Regions from separate parts of the Rattus norvegicus genome. Here region 1 is linked to region 2. A link is a contact called in public Hi-C data. All regions are on one chromosome and are shown on one strand. The core of a region is the stretch at or near the end of the contact, and the rest is flanking DNA. Distances in the headings are between cores, read along the strand shown.

What was found. Hi-C and Micro-C count contacts between places; a contact is called where the count stands out from the background.
Region 1: a contact with region 2 is called in a Hi-C map of liver, with 2.8 times the contacts expected there. The contact joins the enhancer-like site here to the promoter of Scml4 in region 2. A contact is called at or near these places in 2 of 12 Hi-C or Micro-C datasets (hepatocytes and liver).

What each region holds. Positions count from the first base shown.
Region 1 is chr20:48,000,503-48,008,344 of GRCr8, reverse strand. The region is part of intron 5 of Scml4 (Scm polycomb group protein like 4); the gene reads right to left. Among named protein-coding and RNA genes, the nearest start is that of Scml4, 75 kb to the right of the region's middle. Within about 2 kb of position 4,889, at least 29 of the 93 cell types and tissues checked have an H3K27ac peak or open chromatin away from gene starts, as enhancers often do. A contact at or near this core is called in liver, where this site is marked.
Region 2 is chr20:47,926,573-47,934,049 of GRCr8, reverse strand. It overlaps Scml4 (Scm polycomb group protein like 4), which reads right to left and starts at 4,511. Exons shown (of 8, transcript NM_001415016.1): 1 at 4,176-4,511. It also overlaps the pseudogene Rps15-ps15.

The DNA of each region.
Region 1 (7,842 bases), core at 3,640-6,139, 74 kb before region 2:
CCAAATGGTGTGTGTGTGTGTGTGTGTGTGTGTGTGTGTTTATGTGTGTGTGTATGATGTTTGTGTATGTTTGTGTGTTTGTGTGTGTGTTTGTGTGTGTGTTTGCATGAGTATATGTGTGTGTTTATATGTTTGTGTGTGTGTTTGTGTTTATGTGTGTGTTTGTGTTTGTGTGTTTGTGTGTGTTTGTGTGTGTATGTGTGTATTTGTATGTTTGTGTGTGTTTGTGTTTATGTGTGTTTGTGAGTTTGTGTGTGTATGTGTGTTTGTGTTTGTGTTTATGTTTATGTGTGTCTGTGTGTGTGTTTATGTGTGTGTGTTTGTTAGTGTGTGTGTTTGTGAGTTTGTGTGTGTATGTGTGTGTGTTTATGTGTGTGTGTTTGTGAGTTTGTGTGTGTGTTTGTGAGTTTGTGTGTGTGTTTGTGTTTGTGTTTATGTGTGTCTGTGTTTGTGTGTGTGTATGTGTGTGTGTTTGTGTTTGTGTTTATGTGTGTCTGTGTTTGTGTGTGTGTATGTGTGTGTGTTTGTGTGTGTGTGTATGTGTGTGTCTATGTGTGTGTGTCTATGTGTGTGTGTGTGTGTGTGTGTGTGTGTGTGTGTGTGTAGGTCCAGATACATAATGGAGATAAAAATAGAGGATGTTCTTCTTGCCTCCCTCCTCACCCAGTCAAAACCACCAATAATGGAATATTTAATACCATCATCCAAACAGATCCTGATATCCCTAAAGAAACACCATCACTTTAAAAAAGTGTTCCAGGATTGACATATGTAGGACCGTTAGCCCCCGACACTTTCAGCATGTCTCCATTTCTCCTGCAGGAAGGTACTGAAAAAGTAAGATTTGATATTATTCGGGTAAGTGGCAAGTCCCACTGCTGGGGACCTCATGGAGACATCCTGGAAACAAAAGCCTCCACGATGTAAGACTGAAGAGGAAACTTAGAGGTAAATTTTGTAGGTGAGAATTCTTCTATTTTAGGGCTATTGAGATGGCCCAGCAGTTAAGAGCACTGGCTGCTCTTCCAGAGGATCTCAGCTCAATTCCCAGCATCCATATGTTAGCTCACAACTGCCTATAGCCCCAGTCCCAAGGGATCCAACAACCTCTCTGACCTCTGCAGGCACCGGCATGCACATTGTGCATGGACATACAGGCAGGCAGATAATGCACACATAAGAAACCTTTATATTGGGGTTGGGGATTTAGCTCAGTGGTAGAGCGCTTGCCTAGCAAGCGCAAGGCCCTGGGTTCGGTCCCCAGCTCTGAAAAAAAGAAAAGAAAAGAAAAAAAAAACCTTTATATTGTAAAGGATGAGAATTTCATATTAATAACCATTTGCCTTAAGACACTAAAAACTGAGCAAATTACATTTACAGCGAACGTATAAAGATTCGAGCAGAAGTTAATCCAATAGAAAAACACTAGGAAAAAAAAAGGATAACAAAAAGCTAGTTCCGGCAACCCTAGCAAAGTTGACAAACCTTTAAATGTCTTGACAAAAATATAGGCAACTCAGATCACCAGAGTCACAAATAAAAGGAGATTTCTCTCGGCCTTACAGGAATAAGGGAAACGAGAGTGTGCTGTTGGAGGTGGGTCTGCTCATTCAAATGCTCACTCCTGGTCAGGATGCCAACAAGGAGATCTTCGCTACACCAAGGGATGCTATGTAGTCCCTGCTCCCCTATTCAAAGTCAACCCGTTAATAAGAGGCCAGAGCCTGCACCTGGGCAGTAGGGAGAGAGAGGTGGGACTTGAGGTTTGAGTGAAGGTAGACTATGAGCAAGTGGCCAGGAGAAACGGCAGCTAACAAGGGGCGTATGGCTGGGATGTAAGTGTCCCAGGAGTGGACACGAGGGAAATAAAAACATTCGCCTATACAAAACCTGTGCACAAGTGTTTATGCGCCCGTCTCCCACTGTGAAACAGTCTCCAATCTGACGTTATCTCATCGGCTACGAATAGATTCTTTTCGCAAAGATCCCATTTCTAAATAAGGACCCATTCACAGGACCTAGGGCTGGGGCTTAAGTGTACAACGTTTGGGAGGACGAGTAAATTGAGTTTTGTTGGTGGTGTACTTAAGACAGAATCTCACTCAGTAGCCTAGGCTAGCCTGGAACTCGTAATGTAGCCCAGGCTGGCAGTGAACTTACAGCAATTCTGGTGCCAAGATAACAGGTGTAAGTGACCACACATAGCTGTTAATCTTTAAGTCATTTATTTTAATATATCTCCATAGAATACAATTAGCAAATTATATCCTTGCTGAAAGTCTTGCTAGAAAGGAGTGAGTCAGTTGAAGGGGACATCTCACGTCATTGTCAGACATTGTGAAAATTGGGAAGGGGGCATGCTAGCATTGGGAACACGCTGGGCTAGAGGCAATCTTTCTCTTCTGTAGTAACTGAACCTCTTATGGCATTATGGGAAAAGCGTTCCCAGGAGCCTGGAGAGATGGCTCAGTGGTTTAACAATCTGTACTGCTCTTTCAGAAGACCTGAGTTCAGTTCCCAGCACCCACACTGGATGGGTTTAGAACGGAACCTTGCACAACTGTCTACAATGCTGGCTCGCGGGGGGGTGGGGGTGGGGGTGGGGGTGGGAGTGGGGGTGGGTGTATAAATCTTATGCCCTCTTCTGGCTGCTGTTGGTACTGCACCTACATGCGCAAAGCCACAAATGTACGCATAAATAAAAAGGAAATAAGGTAAAATCTTCACCAAGGAATCTTACAGTCTGCCCCAAAGCTAGGCCACTATACTACAAATCTACTGGCTGAAATTTCTCTCTTACAACTAAGTCTAATTGTTCTCGCTTTAGTATAAAGATGACTGCTGTTTCCATAGTGGATACCTGTGATTCTATTAAAAACCATGAAGACATTAAACAGGTCGATGGGTTACAGGTATGCAGAGCGCCTAGGAACCTACGAGCTTAACTGCACTGTGACACACGAAGGAAGACCGTTTCACTGGCAGGGAGAACTGCTTTCAGTTGCCACAGATGACAGTGTGAACAGCAGATGGGGCCAGCAGACCTGGAATCATCCAGAAGTCTCCACGGAGACTTCGCCTTCCTTCCACGCAGACCTGGAAAACCGCAGGCCTGTCAGGAAACATGGCCAGCGCCTATTCACTCCTGGATCCTCACAAAGCCCCTGCTCATCTGAAATAAGCTGTGTGTCCCCAGCGAGAGAACCCAGCCTGGGGCTGTGGAAAGGCCAGCTGGGCAAAGGCAGGCCTCAGGCACCTTGCGAGTCCCTTGGGTCCATCACAGAACCCAGAGAAACCCCTTGTAAATCATTCTGGGTCTCCATCAGGGAGAACAATACCCTGCTTTCTGCGTCCCCACAAGAGCTTGCTTCAGCTTGGAGGCAAGCGCATACGCAGCGCATGCCTACAAATGGAAAGGAGCTTTGGGTTTGGCTGTCTGAGGAACTTTCTGGATAGGCTTTGTGTTTCCTTTTCACCATTGTAGATCTGTTTGGGGACTGTGGTTTCCTCGGCTGCTGGGTTTAAAAGCCTGTGCGAGGATGAAACCAAAGACATCTCCAGAACAGGAGGGGCCTCCTGTCTAAGTTTCTCCGTTTGAGGAAAAAGGTTCCTTCCTTCCTCTGCCTGCCCCTGAGGGATTCTTCCAAGACCCCTGTGGGCAGGCCACTCTCCACACAGTCCTGGAGAACTCCAAACGGGAAAGCAGCAGAAGAAAAGGGGACACGAAGGAGAAAGCCAAGAGACAAAGGAAGAGAGTCCCTAAGCAAGGGAGACCTGTGTGCAAAACACAGAGAAGCAGAGCGAGCCTTAGCCCTCAGTTCGGAAGGCACAGGCTCGACTGCAAATAGCCAAGGGAGCTTGGGCCATGGGTTTTACTCGGTGGATCCAGCCGTGCTTACTAGGATTCTCTAATGAAGGCTTGAGATACAGCAAGATAGCCACCTGCAAATCCCCCTCACATAATCAATACCTCACACAAACAATACCCAATGATACCTAGACTCCAAACCAACATGCTATTCCACCAATTCCACTCCCCAGTCAGTCGCCACACCACGCATATATGCCACATCACGCGTTCTCTCTCTCTCTCTCTCTCTCTCTCTCTCTCTCTCTCTCTCTCTCTCTCTCTCTCTCTCTCTCTCTTCCCCCCCCCCCCACATCAATCATAACTTCCCGGTTGAGGGAGCAGCTGTACAGAATGAGCCCTTGGTCGAGCCATTAACGCTACCTTCTCCCAGGCTGAAAGGCACGGCCTTTCTCACGGATGGTCTAGCCCTTTGCGGGTCTGCCTAGTTCTTGGGCAGGGTTCAAAGGCTTCCGTGAGAACAGCTTGGCCTGGCTCCACTACGAGCTGGCAGCACTTCAGTCTCAAAGCCCAGAGAAGAAAAGGCTGGATTGTAGCCTGCCAGGCCCAGCTTCCAAGAGCTGCGAAATGCTTACCAGGGAGGCCTAGCCAGGTAGCCGCTCCTAGAAAGAAAGGCCTGGAGTCTCGGAGCACAGAGCAGGAGACCTCAGCGGAGAGGCTGGGGGGCAGGAAGGGAAGGGCTGGGGGCTCCCTCTTCTCTCACCCAGACACAGGTGCCTCTCATCCTACCTGGGTGCAGAGTCCTTGCTGCTGACAGCTTAGCCCACACTCCCGGGGACGCCGCTCCCAACACGTGCCAGACGCTGCGGGACCCCGTGTCCTCTAAGGGACCCCGAGGTCTGCAAATAACCACCGTCCCTCTGCAGCTTTTGAGGAGGCTCTGGTCGCAGCTTTTCTGTTCCCAGGCTCAGTCCCGCCCTTGTTCTTACAGATAAGCAATTCTCGTTTTCCCTTAGGGCCTCGGTGGCCCATGCCTTGCCTTCGTGGTTCAAAGGGCACCGGGCCACACCACCTATGGGTGGAGCGATTCATTCGCTTCAATTACATCTTCCATTAACTTAGTCTCTGGCCAGTATAGATTTTTTTTTCCTCCTTTAGCTTGGCCCCAGCTCCATCACTCGGCTCGAGGTCCAAGCCTGGCTCCTCTCTGGTCCACTTTAGTGCATTTACATTTTCCCATCCCTAATGAGAGGCCCACAAGCAGCCCTTGTTTTAATGCCTGACACCTGCATTTCTTTCATTCTCCAGCGTGTTTCTGGTTTGCCTGAGACTTTGTTCTAAGCTACGGTTTGATTTTCCTCCCTTGGAAACTTGGACCGAAGACCGTTTTTACTGAAGTCAGCTGTTTGGAATAATGAATTCCCTTCGGGGCCTCCAGAGGACCGCAGGCTCCATGACCACCTTCCCCGGGATCTGGCAGCTCTGCCAAGCGTCTGTCCCAGAGCTTGTGGGAAACCCAAGTGAACAGAGTGCGGTGGTGAGGGGCGGCCCACAGGCTTGACTCTGCTTCCTCAACAGTCTCATGTGCTTTGCCCTTTCATAAACTTGGGGGCTGGAGAGTTGGATTCAGTGAGCAAAGTGCTTTGCTGAACATGTGTGAGGACATGAGTCAGAATCCCAGAGCTCCTATATTCACACTCACAACCCTCGCCACAGTACAGACACACACATCACACTCACACACACACAAACACAAGTGCATATACATGCACACAAACACTCATTCACACACACATACACACTCACTCTCTCACATACACAAGCACATACAAGTGCACACACGTGCACACAAACACACTCACTCACACACACTTATACACATACTCACACTCCTTCACACACACAAACACAAGTGCACACACGTGCACACAAACACACTCACTCACACACACTTATACACATATTCACACTCTCACACACACATAAGCACATACACGTGCACACACCTGCACACAAACACATTCACACACAAACATACACGCATGCACAATACTCTCTCACACTCTCACACAAACACACACTCACACAAACACACACAGACATACAACACGCTCACATATACCTAAACACATACGCATACACAACACTCTCACACTCTCTCATACAAACACACACACACAAACATGCACACACACCAACATACACACTCACACAAACACACACGCTTACAAACACATATGCTCACACATATACACTTTCACACAAACACATACACTTACACATGAACATATACACACATGCACACACTCTCTCGCTCACACTTGTTCATAAGCTAACCAGTGAGCTCCAAGTTCAGGAAGAGTCTCTGAGAAAATAAGGTGACTCCGCTAGAGAAGCCCCTCAGCCGCTAAGAGCAGCTCTGGTCTTCTGAAGAGCCATGGTTATGTTCTTGGCAACAGTTATCAGGCAGTTCACAACCTCCTGTGAGCAATTCCAGGAAATCCAATGCCCTCTCTGGACTCCTAGGGGCCTTGCGCTCACACACATATACATATAATTAAAAAGAAAATGAATCTTTTCTCTTAATACAAAAGTGGAGAGGAGTGGCCCTCTCATGGGGGAGAGGGAAGGCAGAAGACACACAGAGACCTGCCTGGTTGGGGCTGGGGGTGAGCTGCCCTGGGGTATGAGAGTGTGAGAGCTGACCCCGCCCGTTGTCTGCCCTTGTTGTGATTGAGGGAGAGAAACCCTTTCCCACTTGACCCTTGCTGCCTGCAGCACCTGCCCCTCACCTGGGCAGCATTTGGATGAGCTGGCCTCGAGGGCACGAGAGCGGGAGAGCTGGCCCTGCCCCTTGCCAGCTGTGACACTGGGTGAGCTTGCCTGAGGCAGTGCTGGAGAGCTGGCTCTGTGGTGTGGGTGTGGGGGAGCTGGAAGGCTGACCAACTCAGCTACCACACAGGCCCAGATGCAGGGCTTGGTGTTGGCCCAACCCAACATCCACCCCATCTGTGAACTGCTGGAGGGTGTAAAGGGGCGGGTCCTGCAGATCCAAAGCTGCAGGGTCTCCATGACACAGGGCAACAACTGGATATCCAAGAGGAGTCCCAGTGAGGCCCCAGTATTGATGGTGTAACCGAAGCCAGAGGCCTCGAACCAGACCAATGACTCATTCCAGTGAACATTTGCAAGTGAAGCTGTGTGGGCAACAGGGTAGACTGTGGGACACACTGCAGCTCCTGTGACAAGATTTTGATATGTTGTGTTTTGCTGATATCTTTTAGGGTGGAGAGCAGAAGCAGAGGGACCAGGAGATGAGTAGAATTAAGACTGCATGCTGTGGGGCTGGAGAGATGGCTCAGTGGTTAAGAGCTCCAACTGCTCTTCCAGAGGTCCTGAGTTCAAATCCCAGCAACCACATGGTGGCTCACAGCCATGTGTAATGGGATCCGATGTCCTCTTCTGGTGTGTCTGAAGATAGCTACAGTGTACTACTCATATACATAAAAAAATAATAAAAAATTTAAAAAAAAGACTGCATGCTGTGGAGTTCACGGGGAATCAATAGTTGAAAAATGGTGGCGAGGAACTGAGAAAGACTCTCTGTGTGGTGCTTTGACCTTCATGCACATGCACACATGTGGACCCCCATGCACACATACATACCCTTGGCTAAGTTAGACTTTCTATTGCTGCAATGAAATATCGCGAGCAAAAGGAATCTGGGAGGCAGAGGCAGGCAGATCTCTGAGTTCCAGGCCAGCCTGGTCTACAGAGCAAGTTCCAGGATAGCTAGGGCTACTCAAAGAAGCCCCATTGTGTAAAACAAAGAACAAACAAAAAAAGGAATCTGGGAAAGAAAGAGTTCATTTGGCTTACACCTCCACACTGTGGTCCATCATTGAAGAAAGTCAGATCAGGACAGGAACCTGGAAGCAGGAGATGATGCAGAGGCCATGGGGGGTGCTGCTTGCTGGCTTGCTCCTTACGGCTTGCTCAGCCTGCTTTCTGATAGAACCCAGGACCACCAGCCC
Region 2 (7,477 bases), core at 3,262-5,761:
CCTTCATAAAATTTCTTTAAGACTTTCAAGCCACGTGCCTCTGTTTCGAACCAATGAGGTCTCTACATAAAACAATTCTCGCAAGGAGAGAGGAAGGGAACAGGCTTTTCTCACCAAACATTCAGCTCTCAAGAGCTGAGTCACCATCAGTCTGGGCAGCCAGCACGGCCACCTCTCAGAGCACACTGGGGCCTTTTGCCCCCGAGGCATGTTGGTGTTCTCCCTACAGCCAACCCCACATCTCCCTTCGCTGTTGTGGCTTCTGCAGAAAGCGAGGCGGGTCCTTGTTCTCCCTGAGTCAACACCTTCACTCAGGTACTTCATAAGTGAAACTTTCTGAAGGAGGGTGGCTGAGGAACTGGGGTTCAAGAGAGGTGGATGTAGGCTGGCAGCACCAGATTCCTGACACTGCCACAGGCAGGGGGAAGAAAAGCTACACACCGAAGAGGCCCCTGCCTGGAGAGCCAAGGGCACACTCCCCTGCCTTCAGGGTGACACCAGGACTCTGTGGAATGACTTTAGTTTAGTACAAACTCAGGACTGCCCCTGGGCGATAACTTCCTTCCTTCTCTGAAAGAGTAACCCAAGCTGTCACCACCCTACGACCTGAAGAGTGTGATCTCTTTAGCTGTGGCTAAAAGGCTCCTCCTGGTTTCAGGGAGCTGATTTATTCCAAAAGGCGAGCCGCGGGGGCACTTTGTCTCAGTGGGCACTGACTGCCTAGACCTAGTCACTAGCATCCCAGCCTGACCAAAAAAGTGCGTGTGCGTGTGGGTGTGCGTGCGTGTGCATGTGCGTGGTTTTGCTGGGTGCTCCTCTGAGATGTAAGGACTGCCTCCTACAACCAGTAGCCATCACTATGGGTAAATCAGCCAAATTGCAAACCTCTGGACACAACGGAAAAAGGTCTCAGACCTGTGCTTCCTTCGAGTCTCCACCTAGGTCTTTGCATCTGATGACCCACCCACGCAAGCTTGCAGGAGTGTAAGGGAACACCCACTCTCCAGAACTGAAGCCGAGATAAACCGAACGCGAATGAAGCCGGGGGCTGTGCGCGCGCCCGCAAACCATAATTCATCACCATGGCTTCCGGCCACGGGGTTTGCCGAGGAAAAAGGTAGAAGCGGGGAAAACGAAGAAAGAGAAAGTAGCTAATTCTAATGCAAACCAAATATTCCCAGCTACTCTGGGTCTCAGAGATTTCGCCAGGGTTTGAGTGATCTTAATGGTCTTTGAGCCACAACTGAAAAATGCCACAATAGATATTTGAATTAAAAATCACTAGCTTTGCCAAGAGACCGATTGTTAAAAACTGGCAGCATTCCAAAGAACTTAGCAGGCGGCATACTGCCCGGGGCTCAGAGAATCGCTAATTCTAGAGAAAGTTAATTACCACCGTATTGATAAAAGGGTAATTTTTAAAGCTTGTAGTATGGCTTTTGTGTCTCATTAATTAAAATTTAGAGTAATTTACTAGACACCCTGGCGGCTTCTGTAACTTTATGTTTGCACCAAACCATCTGATTTTTCTTCCTCCTAGGGACCGTTTGAATTCCCCCGTCTCTCCTCACCTGTCTCCGAGAGCAACAAAAACATTTTAAAAGGAGGGGAAAACGTGTAAATTTCAGTCTCTTGGGAGACTTTGGGATGAAGACATAAAATAGCCTTATAAACTTTTTTTTTTAAAAGGCTTTTTCAGAAATACTGAATTTGTCCATCACTAAAAACAAACCTCTGTGCTCACACCTGACAGGAAGGAGCCTGTTCTCATAAACATCTCAGGAAAACGATTTTCCCTCATGGGAAAGGGGTCCATCATCTTCATCCCAGATCTGTTCTCAAACTAAATCTGTGAAGATGAAACAGGAGGGAGGTAGAATTCTAACCTCCAGGGAGCGTACAGCCCAGCTACACTGAGGTCATGGAATGCTGAAGCTGTCGGAGGTGGCGTCTGTTCTAAAGTGTGGGCCACCAGGGGTGTGCACGTGCGTGTGTGTCTGTGTGTGTGTGTGTGTGTGTGTGTGTGTGTACGTGCGTGTGTGTGTGGTGTGTGTGTGTGTGTGTGTGTGTGTGATATGCCCCTGGGTCTGACAAAACTGTAGACAAACCTAAGAAACACTCTGAGTTTTGTGTTCCACACACCAGAAAAGCTGTTATTCGGCGAGCATTCCTCGTCATTTCCCTCCATTCATTGCAGTTAAGCACTGAGCTCCAACGTTAGGATGAAAAAGAGACAAATAAAAACCACCATGTTATGAAGGGTTTAAGGCAATCTGGTCATGATTTTCCAAACATTTAGTAAAAAAAAATTTTTTTTTTAACTTCTGTCTTTCTTTGTCCTTCAGGGTCTTGTTCGAATTTTTATCACACGAGAGCAGTATTGAATATATTAAAAGTCCTTGGGTTTTTTTGTTGTTGTTTTGGTTTGGTTTTTTTTTTTTTTTTTTTTTTTTTTTTGAGTTGGCAAGATCAAAGCGGATGAGTTGAGGTGACAACATTTGAGTTTGGCTTGTTTCCCAGAAGCTGATCGCCTGTGACCTCCAACCTTCAGCCCCACAACCAGAACCAGAAAGTGAAACTACGCTGGTGGCTGGTATATCGCTTGCAGAAAACACCAGCAGCAGAAAGGCTGTGCAGGAAGAAGTCACACCTGCCCGCTCATTTTCCCTGTCTTATTATTGCTCGTGTATACAGCTTTTAATAAAATAAAAGTAATTTCGACAAAATATGGGATTTTGTAGAATCTGCGTCTCCTCTTCTGACACAAGTCAGGCAGGCACAATGTTAAGAGAGATAGAAAACATTCATGTTTTTAAAACAGTTGACAGCTATGTTTTAAAGGTCGGTCCTAAAGCTACAAGCAGCTTCTCTGAATGGGGCATCGGTATTTACATTGTAGCAGCATTTTGACGGCCACTCACTGGTAGTTTTCCAGGTACTTGCCACCCTGTAACTGTTACTCAGATAGACCGAGCCATTCTACCAAGCAACAGACATTCAAAATGATCCATAAAATAGTCTAACTCAGGCACCTTCTCTACAGTGGCCTCTATATTTTCCCGAGTTCTCCAGACATTCCGTTTCGTTTTGTTTTTAATAAGAAGAGAAAAATGCCTTGAGGAGGGGAAGGGCAATTATGTCTCTGGCCCTTCAAAAACATCATTCCTTAATTGAGAAAGGAACTACACAGAACACACAACCACCACATCTGGATCACTTTTCAAGCCCCCTCCCCCCGCTACAAGGTCCTGTTTTCTCAGAGGGCTGCTGATGGTTTTAGCCCTCGTGAGAAATGCCATGACCCTAGAAAGGCAACACAGCAAGCCACCCCTGGTTTATCGTCACAAAACCCATCAATGACGAGTAAAAACTGCTTACTCAGCAGCCCCCTCCGCACCGGTTCCCACCGGTCCTGTCCATCCACAGAGCACCTGTCTGTGACACTTGGTGCTGCAGGAAGAACCGGTGGGAGCTAGCTTGGGTCACATAGTACTGTGTAGGGGAAGGAAGTGAACTTTGAACTTGGGAAAACTCCAAGCATTCCATACTAACCTGGGATTTTTTTTTTTTCTTCCTAAAGAACTAACAGCAGGAACTTGCAGACAATTAATACTATTCTTATCTGTGGTAAATTAGCCACAAAAACACATGAACTATCCCACCTGCAACATTCAACGTAAGTCAATAAAATCCAACTTAAAAACAAATACTTTGGTGAGTGCTTATGTCATGCCGATTTTAATAATAAATTTTAGGTAAATATTTGTAACCTAAACCACACTACAATTTTTACATTAATAAAACAAAATAAGGCAAAATTACTATTAGGGGAAAAAAACACCAAGTTCACGTTTGAAAAAATAAAACTTTGCACATATTTACATGCAGGTTTAAAGAGCGGTGTGTAATATCAAAAATGGTTATAAACTGTATGTTTCTATTTCATCTTCCTTTGAGATAGAGTTGAGAAATCAAACATTGTATTTTGCATGTTAGGATCTGAAGTTTCCCCACCGGGCTCAGTAGTTTTAGCACCAGACACTCGTGCATTACCACAGAGGCAGGCATGCAAACCCTCCCAAAGGAACTGAAGCAGGTAACCTGTTGTGCTGACAGCACGACGAGGAGTCGTATAACAGTACCACAGCACACCCTCCAGCATGCGCATCCCTTACCTACAGCTGGGTCACAGGACCCTGATCAGGGTGTTGATGAGGTCGGGAGTGTTGTCTTAGGAGACAGGTGACTTCCCGCACGCACACGTACTGTGAGTGTGGCACAAGCTATCCTCCACCCGTGTGCTACGGCTCACAGCTAGTCGCCAGCAGCCCTGCTCGCCCGCTGCAAACATCTCATTAGACTAATGCATTCAGCACAGGCAGAGCGCTCGATTTACCATAGCTACAGCAGTGAATTTCCATTACGATGACAGCTTCAACCACATCATGTCCGGAAAACCAGCCAACCACTGGCTTCTAAAGAACACACACACATTTTACATGCAGAAAGCGAGAGCTCTGTGTGTGTGTGTGTGTGTGTGTGTGTGTGTGTGTGTGTGTGTGTGGTGTTTCTTTCCTCTGTACAGTGCAGCTTTTTGTGAACAGGAGCTGGCAGGTAATGACACTTCTGCTTCTTAGGTAGTTACTTCCTTGTAATAAACTGAATTATGTCACAATAGTCAGAATGGGTGTTTTCCTGCATTTCAGTTTTCATGACCCCTCCTCCCGTTGCCATAGAAACCAGACTGTAACACCATCTCTTTGTCCCAGTCCTGCAGCAGTGAGGGCCACACCAGGCTTATAAGACTGTCGTGATCTGACACGGCTAATGTTTGGCTTTGGGGGAAAGAAAGAAAGAAAGAAAGAAAGAAAGAAAGAAAGAAAGAAAGAAAGAAAGGAAGGAAGGAAGGAAGAAAGAAAGAAAGAAAGAAAGGAAGGAAGGAAGAAAGATGCTATTCCAACAGAGAACCTGTATATTGTCAGAGGAGCTTACCCATGGGGACACACCATGGCTGTACCTGTCAGCTCTGAAGCTACCTATCCTACATTTAATGCCACACGGCTCCACATCCGTGTATGCACATATGGAAGTGTTTCTCCATGCCCAAACATGCTTGGGACCTGCCTGGGGAAGGGCTGCTGTCTCTCCTCCATACACACTGCCTGTCCACTAAACCAGCCTGTACCAGAGAAGGCACCTTTTCTCCTCCCCTTCTTTCTATAAAGTGAGTCCAGGTTTTCTGGTGCTGACTTCATTCATCTGGGGACACGGGATGTGTGTCAAGCATCTCCTACAGATGAAATGCCTGGTCTCTCTCCCAGGCTGACGTGCAGGGACGGGCAGCATGTTTATAGCCAGGACTGACCATTAGCTAAGCTAATTTGGAAGGTCTGGGTCATAGCTTAGCCAGTTACCGAGAATATGAAAAATTAGAAAGGAACTTCAATTTGAAGTTTACCTGAAGGTATGTGCCGTCTGAAGTAAATTTGTCCAATTAAATTAAATAGATACGGGAAATTGATGTTTTTGAAGTCAAAGCATTAACCTTACTAAGAAAGAAGGAATCCCCTGGGTGGCATGTGTCCTTCCTGCCTATGCTGGCTGCCGGCCATGGCCCTGACTCCTCTGCCCCAAGTTGGTTCCCATGCTGGTCCTGGCCCAGCTTGGATGGCAGTCTCCATTCCTACCAAACGCCACAAAGAGTCACACATTTGTACCAACAGTATAGTAAATGTCCCCTTTGACATCCAAGGGAATCAGGCTGAGTTAGCAAAACAAGATTGGTCCAGAAAAGCTCCCGATAGATCTCCATTTTATGAAAGATATGGGCAATTTGGCCCAAGTAGAAATTATTAAGGTCATGAGAGACAAACTTTGGGCTGAAACTCATGATGTAGATGTGGAAAAGTAAACATGTTCACCACAAAGTGCAGATCCGTGCGGTTAGGGAGGATGGGACACTTCCTTTTCCGAACAGCAACCAAGATGGCCGAAGTGGAGCAGAAGAAGTGAACCTTCCACAAGTTTACCTACCATGGCATGGATCTCGACCAACTGCTAGACATGTCCTACGAACAGCTGATGCCGTTGTACAGCGCCTGACAGAGACCGTGCTTGCGGCGGAAGCAGGCTCAAGGGCTTCAGAAAGGCCAAGGAGGAGGCATCACCCATGGAGAAGCCCGAGGTAGTGAGGCCCCACTTGAGGGACATGATCATTCTGCCTGAGATGGTTGGCAGCATGGTGGGTGTGTACAATGGCAAGACCTTCAGCCAGGGGGAGACCAAACCAGAGATGATCGGCCACTACCTGGGCGAGTTCTCCATCGCCTACAAGCTGGCAAAACACGGCCGGCCCAATACTGAGGCCACCCACTCCTCCCGATTCATCCCCCTCAAATAGCAGAGGCAATAAAGACTCATTTCCAGCCCTGGAGGGAGGAGGGGTAGGAGTAGGGGTAGGAATAGTCAGAGTCCTCTCCTCGTGGGAAGAGGCCTTAGAGGAGGCAGTGGGCAACTGAAGAAAGCATCGTGGGTTCACCACTGACCTACAACAACTCCTTTGGACTTGTATATATTTAAACTGTCAAGGGTTTTATCCTTTGAAAATAAATATATTATAAAACCAAACGGAAAAAGTAAAAATGGAGACAGGAAAAGTAAAAATGAAGAGAAGGAAGAGAAGGAATCCACATCCTTACTTTAATCACCTGTCGAATTTTAATGTTTTATTCAGGAAAATACAGTCTTGGAAGTTTCATTTGGGTGGGGGGAGCTGTTTGTAATTTCATATAACTGACTTCATTTAAAGAAGAAAGGGCCTAAGGAAGAAGATGAGAAGGAGAAGAGAAATTAGAAGCCAGTCAGGCGTGGGCCACATACCTGTGATGTCAGCATTCAAGAGCCTGAGGCAGAAAGAAATGGGCCAGCCTGGGCTACATGGTGAGTCTCAGGGCAACCTCAACTATAGGGTAAGGCCCTGGGGGGAGGAGGAGCACACTAGGGCCTGATGGGTGGTTTAAATGTGGCCTGCACCAAGTTCCAGCCACAGCTGTGGTCATAGAGTCTCACACAGTGTTCCACTGAAGGGCACCTTAGGTGAACGTGGGTAACTGGTGTTTAATTTAATATGGCTCTTTCGACAAATGAAACCAACGCTTCTTAAGGAATCAAACCATATAAAGAGAAAAGGCTTTGGTGGACTCTTACTCCAAAGACCTTTGGTTTTCCTTTCCCAGGAAGACTCTGAGGGGCTCTGCCTCTGATCCGAACGCTTCCTCTGCCTGCGGACTCTGTCTGTGTGCTTGTCCTTCAGCAAGGTGTGCTGGGCTGCTGCTTCGCCATTCCATGGGTCAACTTGGCAGTCACACATGACCTTGAAGTTAACTAAAGCCCAGCTGAAATATTTAGATCGATATTACTGAGATGAACTGTACATGCATGCAAGCACGATACTCAAAATCCTTTCTGCTTAACCATC